Regions from separate parts of the Mus musculus genome. Here region 1 is linked to region 2. The links are chromatin contacts, called in public promoter capture Hi-C maps. All regions are on one chromosome and are shown on one strand. Each heading gives the region's core, a stretch centred on a gene start, on an enhancer-like site or on the middle of the called end of the contact. The rest is flanking DNA. Distances are from core to core; before and after follow the strand shown. Region 1 overlaps Col27a1 (collagen, type XXVII, alpha 1). Region 2 holds the start of Col27a1 (collagen, type XXVII, alpha 1).

Region 1 (5,722 bases), core at 506-3,005, 36 kb after region 2:
GCTGGCCTCCCTCGTAATTGCCAGGGCCTGGGTACTGAGCAAGCCTGGGGAGTGAGTTCCACTTTCCTACAGAGATGGAGCCTGGGGGCAACAACCTATGCCTGGACTCACACTGTTTGCTATCCAGACCCCCAGGCAGTGACCGATCCCCTTCCTCCCTCCTTGCCTGAAGTCCAAATAGCACCCCACTGTCTGTGGCAGGGTGAGGTGATGTCTGGTTCCTCCTTGTGCTCTGTAAGCAGTGATTAATCTGGCTCCCAAACCAAAATAGAGAGCGTGCTGTATTATAAACACGGGGCCTGCGGAGGCCCGCCTGCCAGGCAACCACGGCCCCAGCTCTTCTGTGGCTCCTCTGCCTCCCTCGGCCCACCTGGCACCCTTCATCCACACACAGGAAATCACTGCCCTGGGGCCACCTTGTGGGATGGCTGGCCCCTGTAATTGCCAGGGCCAAGAGAAGATAATGGTTTAAGAGCCTCATGTCCCCAGCCCTGTGATTTAAAACTGTTTGGTAAACACTGTTGAAGGGGCTTCCAGGCAGCCCCCTCCGCACCCCACCTCCCACCTTGACTGTGTTCCCACCGGATTTAGAAGCTCATGTTCACAGTCACATTCAAGGCCCTCTGGAGTTCACTATTGAGACAGCTCAGTCCATCCCACAGTTCTAAAGTCTAGAGAATGGTCTAACCTTGGCCTCAGCTTCCTGACAGCCTATCTTCTCCTGGAACCTCAGTCTCTTGTCAGTCCAGTGAAGCAAGAGATGGCCAAAATGGTGACTTCGGTCTTATCCAATGTGGGAACTTCATTATTCTGCTACTGACCTTTGCCCTAGGATGTTGCCATGACCAAAATGGCTCTGTCTCAGGGAGATGCATCTTTAAGGGGACCTTTCTTCTGGGCTAGTCCCAACCACAGTGATTGATGGTTAACATCTGAAAGATTTTGGGCCATAATCCACACACTCTCTCATGAAAGCTGTGTGGCTTCAGGATGGCCCCTAACCTCTTTGAGCCTCCTTTTCCTCACTGTAAGTGTACCAAGTGGTACCTATCTCTTAGAAGTGATCCAGGGTGTTAGTGAGCACGCATGCTTAAGGCACGGGGTTAGGCATGGTGGGTTCTGTGATTCACTTCCTTCCAGCTCTTTCCTGAGCATAGGTTTGCTTAAACCTCATCTGGGATTTAACTGAACACATCCCTTTTCTTTAGGGGAGAGCGATGCTGTGGATTGGTTTTCAGGAGTCTTGGGGTGCTAGAGGCTCCTGCCTCACACTGCCCCCATTGTTGTTCTTGGTCCCCGAGACTCTGGGCTGTTTACAGTGATCCTCTAGGCAAGCAAAGCTTGGCAGAGTGAGTTCAGAGAGGTAATTGCCGGGGTTCGATCTCGCAGCAAGAGCGCATGGCTCACCTTGATGCTTCTGTGGGAGAAAAGGGCCTCAGCTTGTTCCTCCTCGTATCCTGTCATGCCCTGTCCCCTTGTCCCTAGGGTTTCCTGACACAGCTTCAGTCGACGGCTCTGACCTCCATCTGCCTCTCTGCCCACTGCCCTTATCTGTTCTTTTGCAGTTACATAGGCCTTCTTGTGCTTCTCAGCTCGCTTCTCAGCATCTCTGCCCTGGGGCTTCTGTACCCTCTGTTCCACTTTTCAGGATGCTACCTCCAGGTCTGTCTACCTTCCCCCATCAGCCATCCCTTGGCTGTCCCTGGAGTCACCACCCCTCCCCAGGCATGCTGTCCTCTGTACCCTGACTTTATTTGTTCGTGGCAACAAGCCGTAGCATCAGATTTGCCATTTCAAACCATTTCTCAGTGCACTGGTGATGGTGTTCAGCACAATCGAGCGATTGATTGTTGAGCAACTGATCCCCGGAACATATTCATCTTGCAAAGCAGACTCCCGCTGCTCATTGCACTGCATCTCCTGCCTCCCACCACCTACGCTTGCCTTTTCTACTTCATTTCTTTCTAGTTCCTTTCGAGGAATGTAAATTCTCGAGGCAAAGCATGTTGCCTGGCTCCTTTTTCCCATGAGGAAAAACCTGCTGGCCCACGCACACTCCATCACTGTTTGTTGAGTGAGTGAATGAATGAATGAGAAATGAAAGCCATAGTAACAACCGTAGCTGGTGTTTCTAAGGTTGCTGAATTCAGTGCCAGACACCACGATTTGTGCTTCCTACGCAGATCATGCCACCCAGGCATTGGCTCTTCCTGCCCATTTTATAATTTCTGAGGAAATCAAAGTTCAAAGAGTCATTGTCTCTGGCCACATAGCCAGCCCGAAGGCAAACAGTCCTGGAATCCAAATCGATCTGTAATAAGAGCGGAGATCCTTTTGTCTAGCTGCTTGCTGTAGTCTGGGGATCACCTTGCCTACTTGTGACCCAGTGGGGGATTTTTTCCTAGGGGCAGCTCTTGATCTAGAGTAAGATGTGTTTCGTGGGTGGTAGTCTCTCTTGGCATGAGACGATTCTGAAGAAATGCTGGCGAACTTCCCGAGCCCCCTCCCTAAGACAGATTCTTCTGTTTGTAATGAAGACTGCGACTTCCTATGCATCCAGGATGCTGACGGACACCTGTGTGAGGCTGTGTTTATGTGTCTGTAGAGCAAGTGCGTTAGGGGGCTGGGATGAAGGATCAGCTGGTAGAGTGTCAAGCATGCTAGAGTCCTGGGTTTGACTCCCAGCATCACATAAACCAGCTGTGGTGGTACAGGCCTGTAAGTGAAGGCCTGGGAAGTGAAGGTAGGAGGAGCAGGTGGCCAGTGCCATCCTTGGCTACATGGGGAGTTGGAGGCCGGCCTGGGCTGCATGGGACTCTCTCTTAAAATAAAAGAAGAAAGGAAGGAAGGAAGGATGGATGGAAGGAAGGGAGGGAGGGAGGGAGGGAGGGAGGAAGGGAGGAAAAAAAAGAAGGGGACAGAAAAGAGAAACAAAACAGAAAGAAATGAGGTGGCGTAGGGACTTATGTCAACCATGATCTCCATATGGCCGGCTGTCCAGGGCCTGTGCTGATTGACTTACTATCCCTTGTCATAGACTCTCAGGGGCCCTAGAACTTAGAGTTAGAAGATAACAGAACCTAAGGGGCCTCAGAGTTTCAAATCCCCCGTTAGAGGTCCACAGAAGGTTGACGATCACACACTCAAACATGCACCGTAAGTCAGGGGCAGTGTCTCTCCTAAACAGAGCCCTGGTGTGAGAGGCCTGCCAGGCGGCAGCCTGGTGTCACTGAATGAAGATGAAGAGTCAAGGCTGCCACTGAGCATCTGGGCAGCCTTCTTCTCCTTGGAATAGGAGCAGAGCCAGCAAGGAAAGAGGCTGTGTCTCTAGGTGATATGGTCATGGTACATGAACTGGAGTGGCAGATACCGTGTGTGTTCCAGATCGCCCTTGTCCCTGTTCCTTATGTGACAGACCCTTTGCTCCTGTTCCTGACTGCCTCCAACTTTCTGAACTTCCAAGGCAAGGCTGGGATGTGGACCACTGGGTCATAGTCTCTCACTCCACCCCCATCCTCTGCTCTAACAAAAGATGACTCCAGAGGATTCAGTGAACTCCATCTGGCCTGCATCCATGCAGGAAGTGTGTACCATATCCCTACCATAAAGCCTATTGCCTGATGACAATTCTTCACCCCCACAGGGACACAAGGGCCATCCTGGAGCAGCAGGGCACCCTGGAGAACAGGTGAGGCCTGCCTGCACTGCACTGTACTGCCTGATTTTCCTTCTTCCAGTTCCTGCTTGGTACCAGCCTCCTCCCTGGACTCCCTTCCCTGGAACCCCAGAACAAGGCCTTAGGACTTCCCCTGACCATCACCCCCGCCCTTCCCCAGTCAGCCACGCTCTCTTAGAAGAGCCAGTGTCTGTACTGCGAGCCCAGCCCAGGGCTGGCAGAAGCCCCTGGACTCTGGTTAGAGCCATGAATAGCTGGCCTGTCCCCGGCAATGTTAGGCGATATTATCCCTTCCATTCGCCTTGGGGTTTGCAGGAATTCTGGCCTCCTGGCCCAACTCAAACAGCAGCCCTGCCAGGGAACATCCAGCCAGCCCTCATCTGTGCTTTCTTATTTTGAGCCTGGAGCAGAAAGATTTGTCCCAAGAGCTGGTCTGAACAGTTTCAAGAGAGGTGGGCTTGGGGCCCAGCACACACGGCTTGATGTCTTTCCCCCTTTGCCTCACATTCTTGCCTCCTCCTTGTCCACTGTAGGTACCCTCCCCAACCCCAGGACCCTGACTGAGCTAGAAAGGGCCTCACCTTTCCTAACATTTCTCTTGTTCCTTCGCAGGGGCAGCCAGGACCTGAGGGCAGTCCAGGGGCCAAAGGTTACCCTGGCAGGCAGGTGCAGTATATGCTCTGGAAGCCCTGCCCATGGTGGTGGCCACAGTGCCCCAAGGAGAGGGAGGATGTGGGCTGGGGCCAATAAACTGCCCCTGGGGGCAGACCCTAAGGAAAGGGCTGGCCAGGGACTAGACCTGGCCACAATGCTGCAGGCTCAGAGGTTCTACAGGAGAACTAGGGCTTAGAGAAGGGGTTCCCAAGACTCCTCTCCAGTCTTGCCCTGAGTCACCTCTGGTTCAACCCATACCATGGATGTTTCTAAGGACAGCTGAAGCCCAAGATAAGACTGGCCCTGGGACATTGGCAGCAGGGAGGGCGTCTCCATATGTCCTCGCCCCCCATATTTCTGTTTCAGGGGTTCCCTGGACCTGTAGGAGACCCTGGCCCCAAAGGCAGCAGGGTAAGTGCTTTTTGGCTAGTCCCACCCAGGTGGCACATGCATAGACATCACTGGGCGCTCTATGGGTTGATGGGAGATCAGGGATATGAGAGACTGTGGGCTAGGGCCTGACAACCACTGAACTCCATCTACCTTGAACTGCCAAGGAGGCACTCCACATGGGCTCTCCCAGAAAGGAGACAGCGAAGGTTCTGGGTATGCTGAGTAGGGAGACGGAGGTAGAAGACAATCGACGTGGGTCTCTGTGGGCATGGGTGGCTCTATTGATGATGCATGCCAGGATGCTGCTAAGACTGGACTCCTGAAGTCAGGCCTGCTGCTTCTCAAGAAATGCTCAGCAGCAAGTAGATCACATGGCCGTCAATCTGGGCAGGTCCTCAGTGACATATCCTCTTCCGAGCCAAAGCTATATTATATATATTACATTATATTATATTATATTATATTATAGTATAGTATAGTAGGTTGGGGGGCCAATATGGACCCATTACTGGCCTTAATCTCTGTAGCAGTCTAGCAGTTACGAGGGTGGGCACAACATGGGAAGGCAAGGTCCCTTGGACATTACATGGCATGCAGGGTCAGGGCCACTCTTGTTCTGGGATTCTGGGTCTCTCTCCTGAGGCTCCCATGAGTAGTGGCCTCAGAGGGAATATCTAGAATCTGAAGAGAGCACCCAGAGTCCAAGGCAATCACCTTCCTCTTCTTTCTCTTGTGTGTGAAGGAGTACTACCCACACCAGCCTTGGAGTCTGCATGACTGACTAAGACACCCCAGTCTCTGACTCTGTCACTGACCCCAGATGGTCACTAGGCTTCTCCAAGGACACTCATCTGTGAACACAAGCCATGAATTCTATATGGAAGAGGCAGGGTATAGTGGTTAAGATGGTGGTTGCTGATCAAGCTGGTTACTGAGGTATTTGGGGAAGAAGAGCTGGTACCAGTCTTCCTCAATTGTGTGTTCATGGCGCACTGGTTA
Region 2 (6,106 bases), core at 739-3,238:
GCGTGATCAACCTTCTCTCCAGCGTAGATAATCGCATATCTCTTTTCCTGTAGCATAGAGGCCCTCAGTGTGGAAGAGAAAAGATGCAAAATATTACTGGTCACCAAGTCCCTCAGTAATGGAGATAAATATCGAAGAGTGCCAAACAAAGTAAGAGAGATACCCAACACTTAAATGCAATGCCTTTAAAAGCCTCTAAGGCAAAAAATAAAAAAGAAGGAAAAAAAAAAAAAAAACAACCCATGAACGAAATACCAAAAAAATGTAAATAAAGACAGGATGTGCCTGGCACAAAGTATGCAGCTCAGAAACACACAGCAGCTGTGATTGGGCAGGGAATACTTTACCTTCGAAGCTGTGAACTTAGGAAAATTCGAGAAAGACCCGCGGCCCTTTCTCAGGCACAGACACGGGCAATCAGTGCAGAGCATCGGGTGTTCTTGTGAAGGAAGGTGAAGCACTCAGACTGGAGGCGGGGGGGGGGGGGGTGCGCGGGGGGCCCCAGCAGCCCCGGGTGCTCTGCCCCCTGCAGGATGCCTCGTACAGCTCGGCGGAGCCCTCCCCCACTCCGACTTGGGACTTTTCCGAAAGTTTGCTGAAACCAGACACCTTGCTTGACGGTGCCCGCGTGCAGCCTCGATTTAAAAGGCCGCCTTCAGCGCCCCCCTCTCCGCCCCCAGCGGAGACTTCAAAAGGGCCGGCGTCTGTCGCGGCCTCAGCACCTATGAGCCACCCCCCGCACCCGGAGCTCGAGCTGGAGCCGGAGCACGCGGAGTGGCCGCGGCTGCAGCGCAGGGGGACCGGGCCGGTGGCGCAGGCCCGCGCTCCCATGCTCCTCCCGGCGCCGTCGCGCCCTGTGCGCCTTTAGGGAAGGGGACTGCACCCCCGCCCCCGCGCCCGGGGCTGCGGGGACCCATGACCACAGATGCCGTTAGGCACCCGCCTAAGAACCGACCGGCCAGCGTCACACTTGGGGACCCAGTAAGTGCCCTGGGACTCACGGAGCTCTGGGCGTTTGGAGTGCGCAAAGGTGGATGCATGTGCAATAGAGGGTGCAGGTCCTGTATGCACGCCTGTGGTTGCCATTCGCAGAGGGTCGTGTGCAAGCGGGGAGTGTGCACTCGGGGAGCTGCATGGACTGTGCATGTGGGAGTGTGTGCGCTGTGCATGTGCATTTTGTGCGGGTGTGAGCACTCGGGTGGCTGCCTCTGGGAGCGTAGCGTCTGAGATCGCCAGGAATCCAGACATCCAAAGGTGTTTCGCGGAAGTTCAGTACAGTGCGTGGCTGTGTCTGCGTGTGAATGAGTGTGAGTGTTTGGAGTGTGCCTGCGGGAGTGTGTGTGCGGGAGTGTGGTATGAATCGCCTTGTAGAGGCCAGAAGCTAGAGATTTAGTCTCAGGGCTGAGCCGTGCTCGTGAGTTTGAGAATCTGCCTGGGTGTCAGAGGGTGCCGCGTGGGATTCCGGGGAGTCTCTGGTCGGAGAAAATGCAGAAAGGCCGAACACATTCAGCACGCTTACCCACAGCGGTCTTCCACGGAGCTCTAGGGTGCAAGAGTTTCTGCTAAGAGTTGGGAGTTAAGACAGATGGTTGTCGTGGAAATGTAGATGCCAAGTCAAGGTCCCAACTGTGTTTCTGCATCTCTAGGATCCTCTCAGGAGTAGAATTTTCCCCCTTCCTCCCCCACCGCCCGCTATCGAGGATCCTTAGTGTCATTAATCGTAAATTCCTAATCTCAATTGTGATAGATCCATGAGTAGCCAGGAGGAGGTTCTTTTTCATGAGTCTGTTTTGAGATCTGGGGGTGGGATGTCCCCCTCAGGATGGATAGGTGGACGGTCGCGCGAGGCAACCGATGCTGCATCCCTTGCTGCGTCCGGCAGGGGGCAGCAGTTGGCAGCAGAGGGCGGCCCGGCGCGGGGAGGAGAAGAAGGTGGAGAGCTGCGGCGGGCCGAGACTTTAAATCGCCTTCATTTCCCCCAAATCCTTCCTTTTCCTCTCCTCCCCCAGGCCGGCGGGGAGGCAGCTTCCACCGCCCTCCGCGCGCGCTCTCCCGGCCTTGCTCTGCCTCCAGAGACCGCTAGCGGCCCGCCTCCAAAAGTTTGATCATCTCTCTCTCCCTGCCTTTTCTTGCTTCTTCCTTTTCGGTGGAAGCAGAAAAAGAGCGAGGCAGGGGCGAGCGCGGCTCCGGCAGTCCTGGGACCATGGGCCTGGCGCGGGCGACCGCCGGGCTGGGGCCGTGCTGTCCGTCTGCTCCGGCGCCCCTGGGCGCAGGACTGGGCTGGGGGTGCGCCGGCAGCGCGCTTTGAGCCGGCCTGGCGCGGCGCGGCGGGGGGCTGGCGGCCCCATGGGGCGCGCCCACACTTGCCCCCCGGGCTCCGCAGCATGAAGTAGGGGCCTGCCATGGGCACGGGATTCGCGCGGGGGGCCCGAGGCACAGCGGCGTCAGGACCCGGGGGGTGAGTACAATCCCAGGGTTGCCCCCGATTCAGCTTCCTGAACCTCGGATGTGCACAAGAGTCTGGGGTTCCCTGCCGCACCAGACGCTCGCAGAGTAACGTCAGCTTCCTGTAGCTTCCCGCCAGGCGGGACGCCAGGGGTTAACAGGGGCTGTGCACCCCAGGCCGAGCTCTTTTGAGACTAGGACCAGCAAGGGAGGGTCCGCGCAGAGCCAGACCAGCGATCCCAAGAGGGGTCTAGTGGCAGTGCTCAGAGTGGCAGGCAGGGGGCAGGGGCCGGAGGAGGGAGTCTCGGTGTCTGCAGGTCGCGGGCTTGCATGGCTTTAGTTCCACTGTCCTGTGAATCAAGTTTGTCGGTCGTCAGGTCCGGGTGTCTGTTCCTGGCTCGGCCTCGGGTTCTGCACGTTCCTGCATTTCCTAACCTCTCTGCCTGTGTGAATGTGTCTTCTTGGGTCTGCGTACCTCAAACTTCCCAGCTTCTCCCGGGAAGCCTGCAGTTCCTGTCCCTCTCCTGAGTAAGCAAGGGGTGAGAGCCAGCTTGTGGGAGCGGAAAGGCCCTGGGAGATCACCAAGTCCAACCTCCTTGTACAGATGAGGGAACCGTGGCCAGAGAGGGGCCGGGAATCTCCAGGGCGGGGCCCCCGCACACAGGGGCACCCCACAGTTGGGATTCCCAGCTTGTGCAGAAGTTGTAAGAGTGAGGGATTCAGTCACTATGTGTGGGTGTGTGTGGGAGAACGCGGTCCAGAGGGGCCCTGTGGACTATATCTCAGGCACAAGGCTTGCCTTTCCATCTTGCTGGTACTCTAGGGCTCCCAGAAGAGGTTGGCCAGAGTTATAGTACCGCCCACCCTCTCAAGAAACGCCCCTTTGAGCTGGAGCCAGGGTGATGAGGCGCCCCCCTTCTTTTCCATGTCTTGGAAAAAGCTGGCTGTTTGAGATTCCCCCACACCCCCCACCACACGCATTCGTATACACAGGGCACTAGTGAGCACATTGGTGACTCATTTTCTCCGGGAGACCCTGTGCCAGGGCAGATGCCAGCGGTTGGGCAGTGTGGTGGTGCCAAAGAGCACCCCCTGCCTCAACGGGGCCAAAGTTTGAGGAAGGCAAGCAGTACCAAAGCCTGCCTGCCCTTCTGGCCGTACATCCTCAAGCATCTACCCACCTCGGCTTCTTTGCCCTACCCTGGCTCCTTCTTGCCCTTCCTTGCTTCTACATTGAGAAGTCCTCCCTCCTGGGCAACCATATGCCCTGTTGCTCTTGGGTGAACACTGGGCTCTGGGATCTTCGTTGAAGTAGCCTATAATCCATGCCTTCCCTTGTCTCTGCTTGTAGCCCAACATACTCCCCTGATATCTTGTTGGCAGTTTCTTTTTTCTGATCTCAGTGCCCAGGGACCTTCTAAATGTCTCCATGGTCTGGCCTGGTCTGACATGCAGAGGAGCCAGTTCTGGGCTCACTCACTTCAGTGGAAAGCAGACTTTGGAGCAGAGCATAGGAACCTAGCAACAGGCAGCTTGAATTCAAGTCCTCTATACTGGAGTGTGTGCTTGGCCAGGCCTGCCACCTCTCTGCTTCTCCTTTTTACATCACCAAGGTGAGCTCCAGCCCTCCCAGCTGGCAAGCATTTGTGAAAGTTAAAGAAGCGTGCCCAGGAAGCGTAGAGTAAATGTTCAGTAAACCACAGCTGCTATTTGTATCAGTGCTTGCTGCTTTGTGAATGAGTGTGAGTCAATGGGAAAGTTCTGGACCGTATCCTGTCCAGACAGATGACCTATGTGTGTGTGTGTGTGTGTGTGTGTGTGTGTGTGTTCCCATGGAGGAGGTGGAAGGTGTGGAGAAGGACCTGGGTGTGGCTGTCTTGGGTACACAGGGTCTGATGAGGCCACAGAGGCAGGTGGGACGGGGACAGACTCACGCCCTTCCCAGCCAGCCCTGGCATCACTCAGTCTGTGGTAGAGCAACTGGGGACAGCATCCACACATCTGCCATCCTCCGAGGTTCCTATGTCTTCTGGGCTTGGGGGGACCTTGGGCCTCCCTGAATGCTGAATCTGGGGTGGATTTCTGAGTCTCCAGTGTTTCCAGGAAACCAGTAGGAAGGGAAAGCCACACAGATAGAAGGCAGCTTCTAGCTGAGTCTCTGAACAGGAACAACCCTGGCTACTCCCTGGAGGGTTACATGGTCAGAAGAAGTTGTGTCCTTCGTGGCTCACATCTGGGAGCTGTCCTTATGAATTGATCTTTCAGATACCTTGGAGCCCCTCCATAGCCAAGCCAAGGTCTGTGAAGCTGTAATGAAAACAGAAGCCAGGGAGAGCAAAGCCTGCCCGCGAGCCGGTGAAGCCACCAGCATTATTAACAGTAGCCTAAACAGCACTCGAACAGTAGTCACACTGCCGGGCCTCCTTCCTTCTGCAGCCAACTTTCCAGGCTGGAGCTTACTCACATAGATGGCTCCAGGGCTCCTGGTTGCATCTCCAATCCTACTGAGAAAGCTGAAACTCTGGTCCCCAGCAAGTAGCAAGTCTCTAAAAGTATTCACTTTCTCCTCTAGGGAAAACAAATAAAATGTAGGCTTGTTTTGACTGGCTGTGTGGCTTTGGGCTAGTCCCTTCTCTCTGGGCTCTTGTTAACCATCTCTTCAAAAAGATGGCTAGGCATAGAATCTCGCCCCTCGGGATCTTCGAGGTCCTTCTCTAACTGAGGTGTACTGGATACTATGAAGTTTATGCCTCCAGTGTGCAAAGAAGCCCAATTCCAAAAAATGGGCTGCATTTGTGACGGTTTTCTGGGGCTTGGCCTTAGGCAGCTGAATGGCACAAGACAATGGGATTCTGTCTCCAGGATCTTTCTTCTGAGATCTTAGTCTTGTACTCTATTCTAGCCTCTAGGGTGCCCATAACTACAGCCAGAGATGATCTAGGACACATGTGGCTCTCGTGCCTTCACTCTCTCACCTGGTGTTCCTCTGTCATTTGGAAAACATCCAGGACAGGTGCATATGATATAGCTTCGGCAGACTCAAGAAGGGAGGACAGGTTCCCGGGGTCAGGGACCCGGCTTCTTGACTGTGGAACTTCTGGGAACTTTTGGGATACAGGCCTGGTGGGGAAGCCATCTAAGCTTGGATACAGGGGTTGGCTTTTCTCCATGCTGCCTGGCCACTGTTTCTTAGCATGCCTACCTGAATGGGGATGTAATATGGGAAATGCACAAGGTGCTTTTGAAGGGAAGCACCTGCCCTTGCTGGGGCACAGGCTTCTCTGTCAAATCAAACTAAATAGCCTGTTCCCACTTCCCAGGGTCACTGAGGCTGCCCGTGACTTTTGAAAGCCAGCCATGGCAGAAGGCAAATTCAGTGTGTCTGGGCACTCGACCATTAGCAGTTATCCTCAGTTAGTGAGACAGGGACATCTGGCATGTAAAGAGTCCTGATACACCATGTGGTTCCCCATTCACCATGCAGACATGTGACATCTTTAACTGCCACCCATGCATAGGCCTGCTGGAGAAGACTTCAGGGCTATCGTCAGCATCCCAGAGCCCTTTCACCTAGTCACCCTCAGGCTGCAAGTGACTGAAGACTTAATTCAACTCTATTTTAAAAAGGGTTCAGTGGTCATCCCCCTTTGAACAACCTCAA

Evidence for each region. Promoter capture Hi-C pulls out the DNA fragments that hold promoters and counts their contacts.
Region 1: a promoter capture Hi-C map of liver shows a contact between it and region 2. The contact joins the enhancer-like site here to the promoter of Col27a1 in region 2. A contact is called at or near these places in 4 of 39 promoter capture datasets (3T3-L1-derived adipocytes, cranial neural crest and liver), 1 of 15 datasets of contacts at CTCF or cohesin (the NIH/3T3 cell line), 18 of 484 Hi-C or Micro-C datasets (the AML12 cell line, the HL-1 cell line, brain and 7 more), 10 of 115 datasets of contacts at active chromatin or transcription factors (the 230-238 cell line, the NIH/3T3 cell line, embryonic fibroblasts and 6 more) and 2 of 9 other capture datasets (adipose tissue and liver).

Annotation. Positions count from the first base shown.
Region 1 is chr4:63,250,001-63,255,722 of GRCm38.p6, forward strand. Col27a1 (collagen, type XXVII, alpha 1) reads left to right here. Exons shown (of 61, transcript NM_025685.3): 8 at 3,644-3,688; 9 at 4,289-4,342; 10 at 4,697-4,741. Among named protein-coding and RNA genes, the nearest start is that of Mir455, 4.0 kb to the right of the region's middle. Within about 2 kb of position 1,756, at least 11 of the 459 cell types and tissues checked have an H3K27ac peak or open chromatin away from gene starts, as enhancers often do. A contact at or near this core is called in liver, where this site is marked.
Region 2 is chr4:63,213,424-63,219,529 of GRCm38.p6, forward strand. Col27a1 (collagen, type XXVII, alpha 1) reads left to right here and starts at 1,989. Exons shown (of 61, transcript NM_025685.3): 1 at 1,989-2,458. The coding sequence starts at 2,403.